Regions from separate parts of the Mus musculus genome. Here region 1 is linked to region 2. Evidence: chromatin contacts called from public HiChIP or PLAC-seq data. All regions are on one chromosome and are shown on one strand. Each heading gives the region's core, a stretch centred on a gene start, on an enhancer-like site or on the middle of the called end of the contact. The rest is flanking DNA. Distances are from core to core; before and after follow the strand shown. Region 1 has its middle 14 kb from the start of Gm35388. Region 2 overlaps Gm35218 (a long non-coding RNA gene).

What was found. HiChIP or PLAC-seq counts read pairs in DNA pulled down with a chosen protein or histone mark.
Region 1: a BATF HiChIP or PLAC-seq map of CD8 T cells shows a contact between it and region 2, with 10 read pairs. The contact joins two enhancer-like sites. A contact is called at or near these places in 2 of 484 Hi-C or Micro-C datasets (B cells and macrophages) and 2 of 115 datasets of contacts at active chromatin or transcription factors (CD8 T cells and Th17 cells).

Annotation. Positions count from the first base shown.
Region 1 is chr14:73,086,644-73,091,131 of GRCm38.p6, reverse strand. No RefSeq gene overlaps it. Among named protein-coding and RNA genes, the nearest start is that of Gm35388, 14 kb to the left of the region's middle. Within about 2 kb of position 3,216, at least 35 of the 459 cell types and tissues checked have an H3K27ac peak or open chromatin away from gene starts, as enhancers often do. A contact at or near this core is called in CD8 T cells and Th17 cells, where this site is marked.
Region 2 is chr14:72,774,597-72,779,775 of GRCm38.p6, reverse strand. All of the region lies in intron 5 of Gm35218 (a long non-coding RNA gene), which reads left to right. Among named protein-coding and RNA genes, the nearest start is that of Gm35218, 30 kb to the left of the region's middle. Within about 2 kb of position 1,640, at least 69 of the 459 cell types and tissues checked have an H3K27ac peak or open chromatin away from gene starts, as enhancers often do. A contact at or near this core is called in CD8 T cells and Th17 cells, where this site is marked.

The sequences.
Region 1 (4,488 bases), core at 1,967-4,466, 310 kb before region 2:
CTCTCTGGACTGCTGTGTCCTCTAGGATTATAGCTATCTTGGTTTGGGTTTCATTGCTGTCAAGCGTCACCATGACCACGGCAACTCTAATAAAGGCAAACATTTTATTGGGGCTGGCTTACACTTTCAGAGGTTTAGTCTGTTATCATGGTGGGAAACATGACAGCATGCAGGCAGACATGGTGCTGGAGAGGGAGTTGAGAGTTCTACATCAGGATCCACAGGCAGCAGGGAGAGAGAGTGACACTAGGCCTGGCTTGAGTTTCTGAAACCTCAAAACTCATCTCCTGTGATACATTCACACCAGCAAGGCCACACCTCTATGAGTCTATGAGGGTCTTTTTCATTCAAACCACCACTGAATTAAGTGCATCACCATGGAAAGATGCTTTTCTGACCAAGGTTGACAGCAGCAATCAGTGGGTATACATACATTTACATGCTTAGAAGGTGTTTTAACAACATGACCATTTAGTGTAACAGCCTGAATAGATTCTTTCCTGGGTTCTATGACCTCCCAAGCCATGGAGTTTTGACCAGGTTTACAGAACTAGATGCAAATTGTCTCCTGGGGATTAGGTCTCAGGTCCCATCAGAATGCAGCTGGTTACCTGCATAGCAGTGGTTATGGTTTGTTAGAGCAGAAAAAAAAATACCGATTAATATCAGCAGCAGAAAAGAGGGAAGGGCCACTACCTTCCAATTCTTTCTTTAGCGAAGAAATGTGGGTGAGGCTTAATTCTCCCCACAACAATGTGTAAACGACATGGAAAGTATTGCCAAGAGGGAAGTTCACCTGAGCCATGGTCTCCAGATTTTCTTTAAAACGATATTTTATTTTTAATTGTGTGTCTATGTGTGAGTATGTGCACATGAGTACAGCACCCCTGGAAGCCATAAGAGGACATCACATCTCATGGAGCTGGAGTTACAAGTGGTTGTGTGCTGACTAATGTGGGTGCTGGGAACTGAACTTGGGTCCTCTGTATGAGCAGTAAGTGCTTGTAACCACTGAACCATTTCTCTAGCACACAGATCTTGTTTTTAAGGTAGGGAGTGTTCGGACATGGCACACTGCTAATATGATTGCCCTTACTCAGCCCCTGCAGACACCATGGTTAACCTCATGGTCCAAGGCTCTAAGAATCAATCCCAGTCTTAGCATCAAGTATCTGTGGGCCCTAGGCTCCCGGGGAAACAGACACTTTTCAGGCACAGTATACCAAAATTGTATTGTTAGCTCCCAGGAGCAGAAAAGGGCCATACATTTTTTTTCTGAGCTGTCCAGGGCTTGACAACCCAGACTTACTGAGTTACTTCCTACTGTATAGCACTCCGTAACATTCTCACAGTTAAAGAGGATTTTGACATTATGGGTGGGTGCAGCATACAACTCCTAAACACTATCCTTCTATCCTTATAAATGCAATGTGTTCCTGGAAGCTCTGATGCAGGGTGTGACAATTCTCAGGACTGCTTCAACTTAGAGTAACAGTGCATTAGGACAGCCACCCACATACTTTCCTAGGAAGGTTATAATGGGGCATCTATGAGAGAGACTTTTACATTCCATTTGAATCTAGGTCAATTAAGGGAAACCAGACTTTTCTCTCAGGGAAAGATGACATGGGAAGAAGCACTTGTCCCCAGGCCAGTGACACTCCAGAGTGGCTTGTCCTACTCTCCTGGGAGAACCAGGGGAGGCTATGTGTACTTAGAATGTTGCACTCAGAGCGGAGTCTGAGTTCTGGGTTTCCCACCTTCTTAGTGGCTACAGTGGGTTGTATGGCCCCATGACATGCCCGAGTCCTTATCCTAAGAATATGACCTTATTAGGTAAATAGGGTCTTTGGAGATGTAAGGAGGTTGTGGGGTCAGACGGTTGTCCTCATTCGTTTTCTCTTGATGTGGTAAAACACTGAACAAAATCAGCTTAGGCGTGGAAAGGAATTGTTTCATTTTACAAACTAAGCCATACTCCATCTCCGAGGGCAGGAGCCTGGAGGCAGGAACTGAAACACAGACCACAGAGGGGTGCTGCCTACTGGCTTGCTCTACATAGCTTGCACAGCCTGCTTTCTTATAGAACCCAGGACCACCAGCCCAGGGACAGCACCACTGACATCCATCATTAATCAAGAAAAGAAATAACCCATGGACATGCTCACAGGCCAATCTTATGGAGGGAGTTTTAAAATTGAGGTTCTTCTTCCCAAATGACACTAGCTATGTTGACAAAAAACAATCAACACAGATGTGACTAGCTTAGAGTTTTTTTTCTTTCTTTCTTTCTTTCTTTCTTTCTTTCTTTTTTTTTTTTTGCTATAAACTCAATGAGTAGTATCTTAATAAGCTAATAGAAGGCTGTGCTATACAGCAAGGTTGAGATTGGAACACAGGACACTGGGGATTGCTGGCTAGTGACTAGGAGAGATGCAAGGAGGGACTCTTTCAGGAGCTCCCAGAAACTTCCAGTCCTTGTAATGCATGGAAGACATTCGGTAAATATTTGTTAAATGAATGAGTGAAAGTGAATGAATGATTCTGTTGAGACAAAACTTTGATGCTAGGATCCAGGCTTTTGGAAACCAGGATCAGGTTTCCAGAATGGCAAGAGGATGAGCCTCTGTCTCTTTAAGCCAGGTTTGTGGGAATTTACCCTGGTAGACACAGTGACCTAGTTTCACTTTCTGAAAATAAGTTTTTGATAGTTTTCTTATCTATATCTTTGTGACACTCATCTCTTGAGTGAATGAAATGAGATACTGTGTATAGAAGAGTAAGAGGCCTTCTCACTTGCAATTTCTGTCTCTTTAGTTTTCTTTTATGTATGTATGTACATATGTACGTATGCATGCATGCATGCAGGTGTGTGTGTGTGTGTGCATGTACATGCATATGTGCACACTCATGTACATGCCCGTGTGCTTGCCCACACAGGTGACTGAAGAAGCCAGAGTTTGATGATGTTTGGGCATTTTTCTCAATTGCTTCTATACCTGACAAAGAGATGGGGGTCTCTCACTGAACCTGGAGCTCACTGTTTTGACGAGACTGGCTGGCCAGTGAGCCCCTGGAACCTGCCTGTGCTGGGGTGCGCTGCTGTTGTCAGCTTTTACGTGGACAATGGCAATCCAAACTCAGATCCTAACCACTGAGCCACCTCCAACCTCCCCTCTAGACATTTTCAAGTGGGTTCTTACTTCTTCTAGAGACTCCAGGATGTGGTTTGTATTTCACCGATGTTATAGCCACAAACTTACTGGAAGGTGCCCTGCAGAGAAATGAATTATGATTTCATTGCAAAGTCAAAAAAAGAAAAGAGAAAGCCGTGTGGGGGCAAATGTCAGCACCCAGGTTCTGCTTTAAGAAATACATGTGCCTCTGCAGTAAGGGTAGACACTGCCAAGTGACTTCATTGGTATCTAGAAAGCTAAGTCCCTATGATAAGATTGAACCAACCTGTGAATAGATAGTGGTGGTGCAGTATGTGATGGTGAACTCGATCTGGCTTTTATTTCCTCTGGGTCTTCTTATGTTTGTGTGGTGCAATCACACAGATTTCCAGAGGCTACTGAGAGGCAAGGAAGGGAGGTCAGTAGTTACAAATAGTTACAAATTGTAACACATAGTTACAAACTGAGAGAAGATTGTTGCCTGCGGAAGGCAGAAATGTATCACTCATTGTTGTAACACTGTTACTCCATAAGGTCACCACATTGCTACATCATTACTTATCCACAAGACTGGAAGGGCAGCTCCTGGCTCAGTGTGTGTGGCCCCAGACCATTTGTTTCTGTCAATACACACACACACACACACACACACACACACACACACACACACACACACACACACACGCACACACGCACACGCACACATTCATATAACACATATGAGAGAAATCTGCAACCTACTCCTTCAGGATATTCAAATCCTTTAGTGATTGCAAAGAAGAGGAGAAATAATTTATCAGGCACTTGGGCTGTGCCAAGGGCAGTGTCAGCTGAATTTATATACCTTTTCTAATTTAAGCCCCATCTAATTGACTTGGGAAAATCCCAACTTAAATTGGATTTGGGGGAATATGGCCTGGAAATAAATTGACCATGGAATTAAAACTTCAGAAGCCATGGGGAGGAGAATTGTTTTCCCCTAAAAGATGCCTGTTGTTAAGAATCCACTTTTACCTGGACAGAACCCTTTCCATTCATTCTCATCTATCCAGTCAACAGATATTTACTGTGTGCCTTCTATTGGCTCTCTTTAATGGTCAAAGAAAGGAATTTCTACTTCGTACAGGTTATGTTTCAGCTTTGTGGAAATAACTAAATGATCAATGAGCCGCTTGTTCTATGACTGGGCATTAATGTGTGTGAAAACTAGAGCCCAATAAAGAACTTTGGTAGTGAAAAGAGTGGTTGATTGTGACTTTAGGAAGCTCATCAAAGTATTCCTCACCCAGAAGGTGACAGGGAACAAAGCCTG
Region 2 (5,179 bases), core at 391-2,890:
TTGAGAGGGGAAGTTGGTTTAATATGTCCTTCACCAGAATTCATCACAAGAAGAAATAAGCTCCACGGGATTCTTCAGACTATAGTCCGCATTGCAGAAGTTACTCATTTACCTGACAAACAGGATTCAAATGAAGAGGATAAAGAAAAGGGAGCAAAGAGCTTATGTCTATAAAACCAAAGGACAAACAGCAGGGATCCACAGACAGCAATCTGTGAGTCAAAGAAAGAAAATACCAAACTTGTGAATCCCCTGGTTTCAGAACTAATTTGCTCACCATGAACCAATCTTACAATTCATTAGCTTCACCCTAGAGACAGGACTGAATGTCAGCTCTGTTCCTGACCTATAAGTAATAGGTGCCACTAGCTCAGAAATGAGCATAATCACAACTCGAATCGATGGGATTGTTACAAAGCTGAAAAATAACAAGCTCTGTCCAGAATTTTTGGAAAGAGAAGAAATTTTTCTTCCTTTCTCTTTAGGAAAGAATTAAAAAAAAAAGAATAGAAATATTATCTTTCAACAGCACTAAGATTAAACAAAAAAAAAATTATAAGAATTAAAAATAAAACCAAATCACCCCAATCATTTATTTAACCTGAATGAAGAGCTGGGAACAGGGACATTACGGCACGAGCAAATCCCGTGGTGCTGTTCATCACAACAGGCCTGCTCATGACTGCAGTGTGAGTACAGGGTGTACTGCCGGATCTAAACCACCTGGCATGCACTTCTCCCTGCTCTTTCTTCACTCTTTGTGAAGGGACTGAAGGTGACTATGATAACTTGGGATTTACTCATTCCGTATGGCAGAGGCTCAGACAATCCAGCACCCAGGAAGATTGGTGGGGGACAGTCATGACCAACCAGCCTGAACCTACGTTTGTCTGTTGTTACTCAAGTGAGAACAAAGCCTACAGCTGTCTGAGAACTACAGCTTGAAGCCTTATTTATAAGAGTGGCCTTTTTGTCTGCACATAGGTTTTACTTTCAGTTCATCTTAATAATGTTTAAGAAAAATGAATCGTAGGGAAAAAATAGTGTAAAGGCAGATAGAGGAAAAGAAACAAAACATAAAATGGAGAGAAACACCCTTCCACTTCGCCAGCTCACTACAAATAGATCTACCATTAGATCTACAGAAATCACTCTTGACCATTTTGTACAGTTTTTTTCCCACTTAAAAATATCATGAGAGCCTTGGTATATTATAATGATAGAGTGTTTAGCTACAAGGCACAGGCCCTGGGTTCAATTCCCAGTACTAAAAAAAAAAAGAAAAATCATGACCATATTTCCTTCTGCTTCTTTAAATACTATGCAGTCACATCATTTTAATATCACGGGGAAATCACAGGTTGTTGAGTGGCAGTAGATCTGTTCATTAACTAGCAAATCTTGAACATTGCCAGGTGGCAGTTCTCAGAATGCTTAGATCCCGGACTCTGTATTACTTGGAAAATCCAGTCATTTGATATCATGGTGGAACTTAAGCTGCTATTACCAGGAAAACAAACAACAGGACAAACCCCTTGTTGTCAGGACATAGCCTTGTCATCAAGACACGTCCAATGTGATGGGTGAAAGTAGTAGTTCTTTAAGAGCTATGACTCATCTCTAGAACCAAAGAAATGCGGCTTTGCAGTCTGGCAGGTCTTGGTCAATGTGACAGCTCTGCTGTTCACCTAACAGGAAGAGGAGACGTCTGCAGTGAGCAATTTTCTTGGTAGAAATTGCTACATTTCCTCCTGTTCACATTCCTTCAGTTGGCGCTTAATTGCCCAACTAGAGCTGGCTTCAAGGGCATCTGGGAAATGACATGCAAACAGGGTGGTCTTATATTCACTAAAACTCTGTGGAATGGAAGAAAAGGAAAACGGAGCTGAGGGGAAAATAACAGCCCTTCAGAGTTAGTTTACAGCTCAGTGTCTGAGACTTGATTGGCTTCTAGACACTAACTTACCCTGGCTGGTTACTTGTTAATTATTTGATACTCTGACTCTGCGTGACGAGTTACTAGCTATCTTCTGAGAGACTGATACTTAACCTCAGTTTGCAAAACAGAGCCCTTAAGACTCACATTCTTATAGGAGAGTTGTGTTTGATGAACAGAACGCGCTTCTAAGACATTGATTGCAGCTACAACAAATCCAAAGCCAATACAAAATTGATGCTCTGTGGGCAGAAGGTAAAAGTGAACCTAATACAATAAAGAATCAACTCTAAATGGCATTGAATGAAGTGTAGAAGCTGAATGCCAGGCCCCGGCGCCAGGGTGCTGAAGTCTGGACCCTGACCCAGCACTTACTCGCCATTTGAGCAAGTTAGGTCACCTCTGCACCTCAGTTTCCACATTTAGAAAGTAGAGATTAAGATTAACAACTACCTCTCTGATGGCTTCTGAAGGTTCTATGAGTTCATGTAGAACACATGTAGCCTAGACTTTAGCACAAAGCCCCATGCTTTGGCCCCCACTCATCTCAAAAGTCTGGTCTCAAAGAATTAACCAGTATTTTTTTTTCTTTTAGAAAAATCATCTATGCACCCCCATCTTTGCAGTGGAGCTATACAGACCATCATACAAAAATCTTACCATTTCTATTCCTATTCCCCCAGCACCCTGTACTTCCAAAATCAGTATGTCAATATTCTGCATTATAGGAGGCAGGGCTACATCCATCATCTAAATTGGATAGGCATTGAGTCTGCACCTGATTTCATTTCCTTTTGGAGAGTTGTGCGTATTTTCATGTCTTCCGTGGTTCTGTAATGCAGGCTTTTCGGTGAACAAAAGTCTCCTTTCAGGTAATGAGTTTTCCCAGAGTATGTCCCTGCTGCTTCTGAGACTTCAGGATTGAAAGCTGTTCTTAGAATCCAGAATTGAATTAGGTCATGTCTTTCTTTTCTATTATTTTTAATTAAGGCATTCTGGAATGATAATATATGCCAAACCCCTCAACAGTCTTTCTATATATTAGCTACAATTAAGTTTATTCAATAATTGATGATTATTCATAATTAGGAAAAGAATAAGATGTTAAGAACCTCCCTAAAAACCAGGTTCCATGAATTTGTTCAGTTTCTCTGATAAATATACTTAGATTATGGCTATTCTTACTTCAGAGGGTTGTTGTTTTTGAGAAATTGCCATAAAACCAAAATTGTATGAGTTGAAAATTATTTTTCTATATATTTAAAGTCATACTGCGTCATTAAATCCCCAATCCATTCATTCATATTTTTATTAAATTAGGCCCCAGTACCATAGTAGTAATTTAGTAGATTATGAATTAATAATACCTATTGCATGTTTGATTTAGCATCAGATTTAATCTTCTATGTGATTTCTGCCCTGTTTCATTGCATTATTCTAAAGACGAAGAGATACTTCCAAGAAAGTGCTCATTCTTTACTTTTTTGTTCTGGAACCATATGACAAGTTGCAAACCAAAAAACATGTTGCAAAAATATTGCATGGAGCTATTGGGAGGAAAGATAATTCTCCCTCCTTCTGCAGGTATCAAGTCCAGTAGCTACTCAGTGAGGAGCAGGGCTTGGAGAACACTTTCATTGCTTATCTGGAATTTGGGCTGTCTTGATTTTATGCAGATAGCTGCACACACTGTGAGTTTCTGAGCTTGATAACCATGTCATATGTAGTAGGATGGACCATCTAGAGACTGCCATATCCAGGGATCCACCCCATAATCAGCTTCCAAACGCTGACACCATTGAATACACTAGCAAGATTTTATCGAAAGGACCCAGATGTAGCTGTCTCTTGTGAGACTATGCCGGGGCCTAGCAAACACAGACGTGGATGCTCACAGTCAGCTATTGGATGGATCACAGGGCTCCCAATGGAGGAGCTAGAGAAAGTACCCAAGGAGCTAAAGGGATCTGCAACCCTATAGGTGGAGCAACATTATGAACTAACCAGTACCCCGGAGCTCTTGACTCTAGCTGCATATGTATCAAAAGATGGCCTAGTTGGCCATCACTGGAAAGAGAGGCCCATTGGACACGCAAACTGTATATGCCCCAGTACAGGGGAACGCCAGGGCCAAAAAAATGGGAATGGGTGGGTAGGGAAGTGGGGGGGGGGAGGGTATGGGGGACTTTTGGGATAGCATTGGAAATGTAATTGAGGAAAATATGTAATAAAAAATATTAAAAAAAAATCCTATGCTTCCAAGGTCAGATAGCTCTTAGACTTCCAGGAAAAGGAGAGGATATAAAAAGCCAGCAGAGGGTGAGAGAAGTAGAGGAGAGAGTAGCAAGGGAGAGACTGGGAAGTAGACAAGAGTACGTTTCAAGAGACAGAGGAGCAGGGTTGGAGAAGACAGTTGATTCAAGAAGAAAGATTGATAGGACTAGAGAAGAGAAAAAGAAGTGGGGAAAGGAGAGGAGAGGAGAGGAGAGGAGAGGAGAGAGGAGAAGGAGAGAAGAGGAAAAGAGAGGAGAGGAGAAGAGAAGAAGAGAAGAGGAAAAGAGAGGAGAGGAGAGGAGCCAGAGAAGATATTGGTGGGAGACAGATAAAGAACCCAAGAAGAACCCACAAAGTAGCCAAGAGAAAGAAAGAAAGAAAGAAAGAAAGAAAGAAAGAAAGAAAGAAAGAAAGAAAGAAAGAGAGAGAGAGAAAGAGAAAGGAAGGAAGAAAACCATAAAGCTGTATTCTTAAAGCTACAGTGATGTCCAGACAACAGCATTCACTGCTTTCCTCCCTACTTTCTGCTCTTACAGTCTCCTCTTTGGAGATAATCCCTAAGCCTTTGTTAGGGGGAGGATTCTTAGTGGAACCATCTCCAGAGGATAGCCCCACATCCATAGACCTATGAGCAGTAGTAATTGGATTTGATGAGTTATCCAAAAAAAAAAAAAACGAAGTTGGTGAGGGGAGATATTAGAGGAATATGGGGAAGATGAAGGAGAGAGATGCAAAGCAGATACGGTTATATTTTGTTGTATTGATATGCAGAGTAGATATGGTTATATTTTGTTGTATTGATATGCAGAGCAGATATGGTTATATTTTGTTGTATTCAGGTGTTTTGTAGACTGTCCATCAGCTTAGGCCATTTATGATGCTTTCTGGTGATCAGCTATTCTGAGCAGGAACACTATAGAAGCACCGCATTTGTACATCACTTCAGGAAGCTCAGAATGCTCACTGTCT